Regions from separate parts of the Mus musculus genome. Here region 1 is linked to region 2. A link is a contact called in public Hi-C data. All regions are on one chromosome and are shown on one strand. Each heading gives the region's core, a stretch centred on a gene start, on an enhancer-like site or on the middle of the called end of the contact. The rest is flanking DNA. Distances are from core to core; before and after follow the strand shown. Region 1 has its middle 7.1 kb from the start of Ppp2r1b. Region 2 overlaps Dixdc1 (DIX domain containing 1).

What was found. Hi-C and Micro-C count contacts between places; a contact is called where the count stands out from the background.
Region 1: a contact with region 2 is called in a Hi-C map of liver, with 2.9 times the contacts expected there. The contact joins two enhancer-like sites. A contact is called at or near these places in 3 of 39 promoter capture datasets (the 3T3-L1 cell line and stem cell-derived epiblast-like cells), 3 of 484 Hi-C or Micro-C datasets (the P5424 cell line, liver and pre-B cells) and 3 of 9 other capture datasets (adipose tissue, liver and pancreatic islet).

What each region holds. Positions count from the first base shown.
Region 1 is chr9:50,847,027-50,852,696 of GRCm38.p6, reverse strand. No RefSeq gene overlaps it. Among named protein-coding and RNA genes, the nearest start is that of Ppp2r1b, 7.1 kb to the left of the region's middle. Within about 2 kb of position 3,581, at least 55 of the 459 cell types and tissues checked have an H3K27ac peak or open chromatin away from gene starts, as enhancers often do. A contact at or near this core is called in liver, where this site is marked.
Region 2 is chr9:50,676,360-50,682,043 of GRCm38.p6, reverse strand. Dixdc1 (DIX domain containing 1) reads left to right here. Exons shown (of 20, transcript NM_001374656.1): 16 at 1-11; 17 at 491-557. Among named protein-coding and RNA genes, the nearest start is that of Gm39337, 18 kb to the left of the region's middle. Within about 2 kb of position 2,438, at least 6 of the 459 cell types and tissues checked have an H3K27ac peak or open chromatin away from gene starts, as enhancers often do. A contact at or near this core is called in liver, where this site is marked.

The DNA.
Region 1 (5,670 bases), core at 2,332-4,831, 170 kb before region 2:
AAGAAAGGGATGACTCTCTTGGGTAGTGAATGGAGCTGAGTCACACGGTGCCTTCCCATGACTGGCATCCCTTAGCATCAGTCAAGGGCTTGGTTGCAGGACACACTTCTGTGCCAAAAGCCAGTGGTGCTCACGGCACTTCTATAAAATGGTTCAGAACCTGTGTACAGTCTGCACCCAGCCATGTGTTTTAAACCATCTCCAGGTCATTTCCCCTAACACAGTCAATGCTGTAACTATCTATTTAGGCATAATGACAAGGAAAGAAGTCTGTCCGTGGTCAGTAAACTCTCATTTGGATCTGTGGATATGAGACCTATGGATAAACAGATCTGTACCTTCATTTAGCAGGGTGACTCTGTAAACTGACTCCCATGTCCATGCTTAATTCATTACAACATAGCATTTTCCATGGTGGCTCTGGTGGTGGCTTACGCTTGTGTTACAGGAACACTGTCTCATCCTAAGGAATGCGAATATCTTCCCCTCAGTTTCATATCGATCTTTTCACCTTCTTTCCCTCTTTTCTCTTCATGGCAAGTCCCCCTCCCCACCTTCTCTAGACTGCAGTACTCCAACAGTGAGCAGAGGACTTAGCTGAGGGCACCCAGCGATGGGACGGTTTCAGGACTCAGGAGCGTGGCAGCTGTTCTTCTGCCCCTCATCCCCTGGGTGTCTAGAGTAAAACACCACTTGAATTCTTGGTAAGAAGAATAAAAGAACTGGCCTAGTTAGGTCAGGTTTGGGGTACTACCTATGACCACTGAGAGGACATTCTGGGAGCCAGGGACACTGTAGGGCTGCGATGCCATTTCTACCACAGCCAGCTGTATGGTGCAGGGCAAATTACTCTCTCTGAGTCTTGGTTTGTGTATCTATAGTCTGTCTGCTTTACTTTGTGTGGTTGTTCAGAAGATTACATTCATAGGATGCTCAGAGCAGGGTACGGCAGCGAGCACCTACAGAGCAGCACTCGGAGGGTAGAAATAGGAAGGTCAAGTTCCAGCCAGGGCACCGACTGCCTGTCCAGAGGTCCTGAGTTCAAGTCCCAGCAACCACATGGTGGCTCACTACCGTCTGTAATGGGATCCATGCCCTCTTCTGGTGAGTCTGAAGACAGCTGCAGTGTACTCATATACATAAAATAAATAATTCTTTTTTAAAAAAGAGTTCCAGCCAACCTTATCTTAAGGAAAAACAAGTCACTGCGTTCCCCTTTCACCTTAGCACTCACTCAGAAAGAATGGGCACACGAGGGTCTCTACAAGTTTGAAGCCAGTCAGTGATATTATACACACATACACATTCCCTCTCTGTCTCTCTCTAGATCTTATTCAAATATCATCCATTTTTCTGTATTTCAGATAATGCCCCCCCCCTTTTGTCACTAGACTCACTGCAGCTAAGCTTTTAGAATGTGAAACATAAAGACTGTTACATACATTTGGGGCTCCATCACTGTACTGCAGCCTCCCTGAGCTGGCCTCACCTATGGCATCCATACATGCCCAGCTATTCTCTGCTCAGTTCCACTGTGCCCACGGGGTAGAGCCTAGCTTTCCTTCCCCACTCTTATCTTAGAAGCGTCTTATCACAACTGATAGTAGGCCCAGTCAGCTTAAGCAGCGACCCTCAGCAACCTGCACTATTGTTCCCAACCAGAGATTTGACCTCACAAAAGCGAGACTTACTCTCACATGTTCCTGCTCTCCAGGGTGCTCTTGCCTGATGCCACCCTCCTGCCCCACCCCCGGGTGATGTTCCTTCTTACTTCCTTTTCAGAGCTGCTCGGGGAACTGTTAGGAGAGTCGCCAGTCATAAAAAAGGACCTGTGCCAAGCTCCCCTGCACATGCCTCTCATAACTTGGCAGAAATATAGCTGAGACTTGTAACCACAGACCAAAATGTATACTAATTTCTAGGACTTCAGGAAGTCTGCTCCTGCTCTGATCTGACTATGAGATTCGATTTAGCTGGGGTCCGCGTGCTCTAGGAAAGCCCCCAACAAAGGCTGAGGGTGCTGTCTGCAAACTCCAGGCTGGGGTTACTGAAGGGGATTAAAGTGGCTTACAAACAAAAGCGTACTGGCCTTGACTAGATCTTTCTTTTGCTCATCTACTCTTCCGGGCTCTCCATCCTAGCATCCCAAAGGAGGTGAAGGATAGCAGACTTCGAGCAGGTCCTGACGCACTGGCTGGGGAGGAGCCCAGCAGCCGAGCGCTGTCTACCATAGCTGACATCCCGAGTTGGATTCCAAGGGGAGGGACAAACGGAGGAATGGCCGAGGGGGATGGAGTCTATGAGTATCCGCTTCCCCATCCACAAGGAAAGAGGCAGTGGTCAGGGACTGCGAGGGCTCTGAACTGAGCTACAATCCCAGGCTTTACCATCAGCTAGTCTTCAGATGTTTTCCCACAAACTCAATCTAGAGGGGTCTAAAAAAAACCAATCAAACAAAAAACCCTTCCCCAAACCACACAGAAAACACCAGCCTCAATCCATACAGTCTCTCTGGGGTTAAGCTAAAACAAATATCAGGTGGCACACCTGAAGGAGCGGATCCTCATTCCGTATCTGGCACAGCTGACTCTATTCAAGTCCTGAATCTGCCTATACAGTCACCTGCACGTTTAAAATGTGACTACTACTTCCTTCTGCAAATGTTTGCTTTTTGCGTTGTGTGCTAGGCGTGAGGAGTTATCATCAAAAGTGTTCTAAGGCCTCTTACTGCACAAAGCTCACACCCTGCTAAGCACTGAGCTACTGTGCTGTAAACGACATGTCGGCACCAGAAGGCGAGAACTCAGGATATTCATATATCCTCCAGACTGCCCGTGCCAGTATCAGCAAGCCAACAGTGGTAGGGTTAGGAGTGTGTATGTGGAAAGGTTTGCTCTATGTCCATGCTTAAAAGTGGGCAGGTATCAGGTCATTGCCCCTTAAGAGACCTCCCTCTTCAAGAACACTGTCTTTTATTACCTACAAATACAATCAAGGACATAACAAATATAATTGAAACTAACAGAGAAGTAGCAACTTACAAGATTGCCTACCAACTAGGGAATCGAATCGGAGGTGTAGTGGGCAATTCATCTACACAGTAAACATCTGCATCTGTAGAAATGCACGAGGCAATATAAGGACACATCTCAAAGCACTCAGCTTGGATATTTCAACACATGCTGGGAATACAGCAACCACCAAATCAACTAAGTTCCTGGAGGAAAAGGAACTCTGCGATTTTAAGTGAAAGGGCGCCCTCTGCTGGACACAATTGAGTCTCCATGATGGCTACATAGACAGGACTGTGTAAGTAAGCCCTCAGAAGGATAAAACTGAAGCAAAGGTGTTGCCACACCTTTAATCTCGGTACCACATGCACACACAGAGACACTCATTGTTGAATACCAGTCATCACAAGCGTGACGTTGCAAATATAGAAGCCCAAGAAAATGGGACCAGGCAGGATCTGGAAAGTTTCTAAGATTCTCTTCTAAATGGCCTACTAAGGCACACTGTATCTCTCTGGAAAGAGAATGGAAACACCCTACAGGCTATTCCAGGGAAACTTAGAGGCACGCTGTTATAGACAAGAAAGAGGTGGCATGCAGAGTGGTACGTGGTGTCTTCTTGGTGGTTGAGTGGACACACTTCAGGTCACTCCTGGCAAAATGGGATTAACCTTTGCTCTCGAGACTGAGGGAGCTAGCAGCAGCTGCAAAAAGAATGTCTGCAACCTGTAGCAAGACAAGGAAGTGAGGTCTTCCCAGCTCCACAGGAAAGGTAACTGTGCCTGACAACCAAACAAAGCTGGCTCCAGGCTGAGCCTGAGAAGGGAAGACGCTCAGTCCCTGCACACATCTCACCCCAACGGTCTTGCTCACGCAGGGCCTTGCCTGAAGGAGAAAGCAGGGCCAAGCCCTGGGGTAGGTGGAGTCTGCCTACTCACACTTTCTTTTCCTATCTAATACATAAATCCATAGATGACCAAATGTTGTTGTTTTTTTTCTAGAAGTGTTAAGTGGAAAGAATGAACCTTACAGGAGACAAGCAGCATCCATTAGTATGTATCAGTGTCACATTAGTCAACTGTTGTCCAGAAAAAAAAAAAAAAAGGATCCCAGAGGGCATAGAAGACAGAGCAGGTAAGGCCTAGAGAAGGGAGAGGCCCAGATAAGGGCTAAAGACTAGGGGTTGCCAATTAGAAAAGAGCATTAGCACTCTGCCTTCCACATTAGCTGTGGTCTTCAGTGTGAGGCTTACCTGGGCTTTATCAAGGGCAGTGGTGCTGAATTCTGGGTTCACACTAGAAAAACCATCCAGAGCTTTCTAAGGATGATGGGGCCTGTGCTCACCCAGGCCACTAACTCTGACACGCCCGAGAGAGGACTGCGCAGTTCTGGCCAGCTATGGCTGCTTTACTGGTTATGTTTTCTCCAGGGCTGGGCACAAGGCTTCTAAAACAGTCGGTAAATAAATGGAGAGGCCCCACTCTTCTCATTTGGCAATGCAAATGACTGGCTGGTTAAATGACTGGCCGAAGGTTGAAGGTCAGGGGGCCAGTTGCTCCAGTTCTATAAATGTAGATGGGGCCCTTCTCACCGCAGGTGCTGTCTGGACCCGGTTAGGCAGGTCCCTGAGGAGCCCCACGGTGAGGAAATCTGCCTGAATCTTCTCCCTTCGGCTTGCTCTAAGGCCCATCAAAAAGTTACCTAGTTTATGCTTCTTACCTGCATGTAAGAAATTGCAAACAAAAGCAAAAGCAAACAAAAGTCCCTCCCCACTTTCCTTGATTTTAAAGATACTTCAAGATGCACTTAGATTTCAAGATAAAAAAATACCCACACACTCAAGTGAAATGGCCACTTACACCCAAGTTGCTCGTTTACACACACACTATTCAGGTTAGAAAGCTCCAACAGGAAATGTCCCGTGTCCTTGCACTCCCCCTCCACACCCTCACATCCCCTCTCTGAGTTTCCCTCCTTCCGTTGCTCACATGTGTCTGTTTAAGTTTGTTTGAATTTCAGGTCTAGGTGGAATTCCACAGCTGGGAGACCCAGGGCAGATCTCAGCTTTAAATATTATTTGCCACTTAATATCTGGCCTGAATGTGTGAATACAAACCCAGGTTGCGGTTGGACATCTTCTACAAAGGACAGGGGACAGGGAGGACCTAATGGCTCCCCACACCTACAGGACAGGTTTGCTAAGCCAGACTCATTCAAAAGGTCATCTGTGCCAAGTCTGGCCCTCCAAAATCAGGAAACATACAAATGTAAATATGTCGTGAAGCTTTTCAGATGCAATCCTGGGGAATGTGCTCTCATGACAAAGTCTGGAGTTCGGAACTGCTAGGCTATGCACACGCACACACATACGCACACACACATACACACACATGCACGCTTAAGTAAGAGCTGCCCTTGGAGTCCTCAAGACTTCTGATTTGCTGCATTTTCTGTTCTAAGAATTCAAATGGAGATGCTAAGCATGGTGACTCACGCTGATGGCCACACAGGCAGGCTGAGGCAGGACTGCTGTGAGCCCTAGGCCAGCCTGGGCTACAGACTGAGCTCCAGGCCAGTCTAGGCTATAGACTGAAACCCTGTCTCAAAAACTGAAAATTAAAAATCTGTGCCAAGTTGAAAGCAAGAGCTGCCTGTTAGT
Region 2 (5,684 bases), core at 1,189-3,688:
AAGAAAGGAAGGTAACACCGTGATGTCTTGCCTGGGCAAGCTCCTGAGCAGCCTGGTCTGATGAGTCTGCCTTTATATGATGCAATACAAGACCCTGCTGAGGGCTGCAGCTGCGCTTCCGTCTCAGTGGAGCTGATGGCTGGAGGTGGTGTGACAGAGCAGGGAAGGGACGCATGGTGACTTGTGCTCAGCAGCCATGTAAAGGAGCTGTGTAAGGAAGTGTGGCTCTTGAGGCCCCAGGATCTCTGCTGCTGTTTTCTCCTCCCCATCTCCAAGGGGAGCCGGCTCTGGATGAGAAAACAGATGGGACTTGTGCTGGAGACCAGAGAACCTTAATAGCTGTGCATGCTCTTAAGATAAATTATGTCGCAAGATTAATTATGTCCTATGTTCTGGAAGAGGAATTTATGCTTCCATTTGTGTTTTAAATTTTGCGAGTAAAGCCTTCCATTGATCATAGCTAACTCTTGATATCACTGTGGCTTTCCAGGTTGGGGGGCGGTCACCCAGAAATCAAGCAAGCAGTGAATACCGGGCATCCTGGCCCCCTAATTCAAGTAAGTACTCATTTTCACACAGGAAACATGTCTGGAATATTAGACCAGAAATTGGTTCTCTCTCTGTTCTTTTTCTTTTCCTTTTTCCTTCTTTTCTTTGGGGAGGTGGGGATGGGATGGAGGTTGCTGTTGTTGTATGTTTGTTTTGTTTCTCTTTTGGTAGGGCAGAGTACCTTTCTGTAGCACATAGAGGTAAACGCCCCTGTAGACCCCATCTTGACTTCTTCACATTCAATGTAGGTGCTGACTTCAGTTATAGGGCCTTGCTGTTGTTTGTGCAGAGCAACCTATAGACTTAGCAACAGACTGGGTGGTTTTGGGATTCCCGTGGAATCCCCCTTTGGCCAATAACTCAGATATAGCCCAATCTTGGTACTAGATTTGTTGACAGGAGATGTCCAGTTGTGGCCCCATAGCTCCCTTTATTTGGAAACTTCATTTAAATTACCTTAATGTATGTCTATATTTTAGCAACGTTTTCCTAACTGAGGTTCCCATACTATGCCTCAAATGGCCCTTAGTTTTCTCTGTCTCTCCTCACATTCCCTCCCGTGTCCTCCTCTCCCCACTGAGCTTCCTGTTCCTGCATGACTCTATGCTCCATCCATGACTATCCATTCTATTTCCCTTTCCCAAGGAGAGCTCTCTGTCCCCTCAAGTCCCTTACTCCATACTCCACATCTGTGGTTCTAGGTACTGACTTAACAGCTAATATACATGTATAAACAAATATACAGTATATTTGTCCTTCTGGGCCAGGATACCTCACTCAGGATGGTTTCTTCTAGTTCCCTCCGTTTACTCACAGATGTCATGATATCATTGTGTTAAAAGGCTGAGTAATATTCCATTGTATAAGTGTACAACATTTAAAAATCCACCCTCCTGTTGAGGGGATCTAGGTTGATTCCAGAGACCAAGGACCATGGTTACACAGCTGTCCCTGTGGGGAAATGGCGTGTCCTTTGAGTATGGCTGGACCCGGAGGTAAATGGATTTCCATCTTCCTGAGGAACTGCCCCACTGATGGCAGTCGAGTCTGTCCAAGTTTGCACTCCCACCATCAGTGGATGCAAGTTTCCCATACTCCACATCTCCAACACCACTTGTCTAACTGAGCTGAGCCATTCTGATGGATGTAAGATGAAATCCCAAAAAGTAGTTTCAATTTGCATTCCCCTGATGGTTCAAGTATTTCTCAACCATTTGAGGTTCCTTTTTTGAGAATTCTCTGTTTAGGTCTGTACCTTGTTTTTATTTGGGTTGTGTATTTTGTTGATATTTAGTTGTGGATCCTTTATATATTTTGGATATTAGCCCTCTGCTGGATGTAGGGTTGGTGAAGATCTTTCCCTGTTCTATAGGCCGTCATGTCCTTTGCCACTGAGAAGCTTTTCAGTTTCACGAAGTCCCATTTCATAATTGTTGATCTTAGTGTCTGCACTATTGGTGTTCTGTTCAGAAAGTTGTCTCCTGGGCCAATGCATTCAAGGCTAATCCCCTGAAGCAGTAAATTGTTAATCCACTCTGAGCTTGGTGGGTACTTCTCACTACTGCCTGCCAGAATGCTGCTCTGGATTTGAGAATGAAAGATAAACACACACACACACACACACACACACACACACACACACACTTTCCATGTCATGGCAATTCTAAAAACTCCTCACTCCTGCTTCCTTGCCTGAGAAATCTAAAGTTCCACCTCTTTGGCCACCATCCACTTTATTTCACCAATCAAAGCCAACTAGGAGGAGGGACCCTCAGCATCAGGTAATTTGGGGAGCCAAATTAGACAAATAGCATTAGAACCAATCCACAACAAACCCCCACTTTCTCTTCTATGTGGTTCAGTGTATCTTGGCCTCATGTTGAGACCTTTGATCCACTTGGACTTGAATTTTGTTGTTGAAGATGCTGTCTCTTTTCTAGTGTGTATTTCTGGCTTCTTTATCAAAAATCAGATGTCCATAGTGGCTTTACACCTAGGTCTTCAATTCGATTCCAGTGATCACTGTGTCTGCTTCAGTGCCAGTCAGACATTCTGTTATTTCCATACATCCAGCTTCTGGGTAGACTTTTTTTAGGCAGCGTTTCACTTCTATGATTTTTTTGTTTCCTTAGCAAACTAGAGTCACGTTAGCTCTAGGATTATGAACACTCCTCATGATGTCACCACCATCAGCCATTTAGAGGATGCTGCTGACGTGGACTGAATTATCTGGAAACTATGCAAGATCAAAACATTCATGCTGAATAAGCCATAAAGCAATAAACATATATCTAAGCAACTCTAGTCTCATATAGAACACACAAAAGTGTCTTTTTCCTAGGGGCTCAGAGTTCAAATTCTTTGTGGATTTTCTTTGAAATGTTTGAGGGTCCAGGCCATTCATTTAAGGCCTGCTAAATATTTACACCACGTAGTGGCATGGTCAGGAAATATGTTTGAACCAGGTCGGGTACACTCATTTTCCTCAGGCTGGGTCACCTGATTGGAATGCTGCCCTGCCTGGCCATTCTCACTGCAGTAGACATTTTGAGTCTTGGTTCAGTAATGTTCGAATTTTCTCTCTCTCTCTCTTTTTTTTTTAACCCAGGCCCAATTTTAAAAAATCCAAACAATTTAAATGGAGATCAAATAGCTGACTAGAACCATTAGTTCTGTGTGTATAATTTAGTTTTCCTTTCCCCCTTTTGATGTATGCACAATTTTTCTTAAATTTTTATTTGTATTTTATGTGTGTGAGTTGTTTTGCCTGCATATACAAGTGTGCATCACTTGGTTACTGGTGCCAGGGGAAGCCAGGACAGGGCACTAGTTCCCCCGGAACTGGAGTTATATTTGTGAGCCACCTTGTGGGTGCTGGGAATTGAACCCAGGTCCTCTAGAAGAGGAGCATTTCCGAAACCATATAAATGCTGGGCACAGGAGTGCATGCTGTCTGGCACAGGAGTGCACGCTGTCATCCTGACACTTGGAGCTTGAAGCAAGAAGACTAGAGATTTGAGACCAGCCATAGTGACACTGCCTCAACAACAACAAAATCCCAAAACAAAATGAAAAGAATCAAACCAACTGAACAAGCAAAAATTCAGTCTGTTTCAAAGGACTCCTGGAAAAGATTCCTCAGCTAATTTTTGGAACCAAAATAATTGGTTTCTCTCCCAGCGGCATCATTATCTCCATTAAGGAAATGCTATAGTCAGAAATTTGAGAACACAATTTGCTTTACAAGAATTTTTACATTTCATACTTGTGCAAGTGTTTTAAGGGTTTTACTCTGTGGTCTGTTTTTTATTTAACTGTTTTGTTTTTAGAAACAGAGTCTCATGCAAACCAGGCTAACTTCAAACTACATAGCTGGGGGTGACCTTGAACTCCTGATCCCTCTTCCATCTCCTATGTGCTAGGACTACTGGTGTGTGTGAAGGCCTATGTAGAGCAGGCTAGCTTCAAACTCAAAGTAATCTTCATGAGTCTGCAGATGCTGTGGTTAAAGACTTGCTTCTTTAGGGTTTTAATTTGATTTTATCCCTTTTGGTAGTTGCTGAAGGTTAATATGAACTGCCAATGTAAAACTTCTACATTCTTAGAAATTCTTTTTCAAATAATAAACTTCTTCCCTTTTAGACCAGTTATTTGATGCATATATATATATATATATATATATATATATATATATTTATATATATATATATATATTACCATTTAAACAATTAGGCTTAGTTTACAGTTGCTTATAGATCTGAATGTTAACCCAGAACATCCATGTAAATGGGTTTTAATAAGTTCTATTCATTATTAATATGACCCGGCCAACACCCCCCCCAATAATTGAAGGAGTGCCCTATGAATTTTGTATACCAGCTTTAACACAATTATTTGGTGAGTTACCCCTAATCTGTTTTTCTATATGCTAGACTGTTAGTTCCCCAGCTGCACTCCCCAGCACTTGCTGTCTGAGTCTCGCCTGGGTTATGTCTGCTCCATCAGCCTGTCCTCAGGGTCCTCTTCTCCTGGCCATCCAGCCTCATGGCAGCCTCCTCCTCTCTCCTTCTTCTCTGTCCTTCTCTCCTCCTTCCTCTCTTCCTTCCTCTCTGTCATCATGGTCCCTACTTGTGACCTCCAGCCTGGTAACCGAAGCCCCACCTACCTGTATTCTCCTCAGTAATTGTCTGTTTCCACTTTTATATAGCCATAGCTTTACATTTGGGAGCAAAGTGTACAGCAAAGACTGGTGTACTGGAATTCTGGGGGCAGCATTTAGCATTTGAATACCTAGGAACCCCTGGACCAACCTCCAACACCTCCAGTGACACCCATCCCCACAAACAGCCCAGCATGTGCCTCACCTCATTAAATCCAAGAACCTGGGCAAGTACAGGAGCCCTTTAACTAGGACTTCTAATCTCCTACATCAGACTTCCTAACAGATCTGTACGTACTCTCTTCTTTCTTTTAAGCCCTAACACTTGTCATTATTGTGTATGTTTGTGTGTAGAAGCTTAAGGACGCCTGGCAAGAGTCAGTTCTCTCCTTCCACCCTGTGAGTTCTGGGAACCAGACTGAGCCTTGCAGCAAGCACCTTTCCTCCCAGCATCTCCCCGGCCCCGTCTCTGCTTTCCCTCTTCCATGGACCACCCCATGGAGTTCATTCTTACTTCTATGCAGTCACTGCATTATTCTCACTCTTGGGCTGCAGGTGACATTCTAGTCCAGCGGTTGCATTTCAAGCCTTGCCTTCCGTTGTCATCAAATGCATTAAACATTCCTGAACAGTGTCTGTCAGTTCCGGGGCTGAGAAGCCATGTCCCTGTGATGGCCGTGGCCTGGAACCAGGTGCCTGGTGCCACTTTTCATTGCAGTCTGCTGAGCTGGAGTCCTCAGTTGTCCTTACATTCTCTGAATGCTAATTCTGAGTCCGTCCCACTCCACCACTACCCCCATGTGCTCCATGATGCCATTTGAGGCCTAGGCTGTCTCAGGCTCTTTCAGGATCCTTCCATTCCACGTGGCTTCAGGCATTCTGGATTACTTTTAGATTATTCTCATCCCAGCCCTTTCCTGAGCGTCAAGGGTATGTATTTGAATACCAGTGAGATGGTCAAAGGCACTTGGAATTC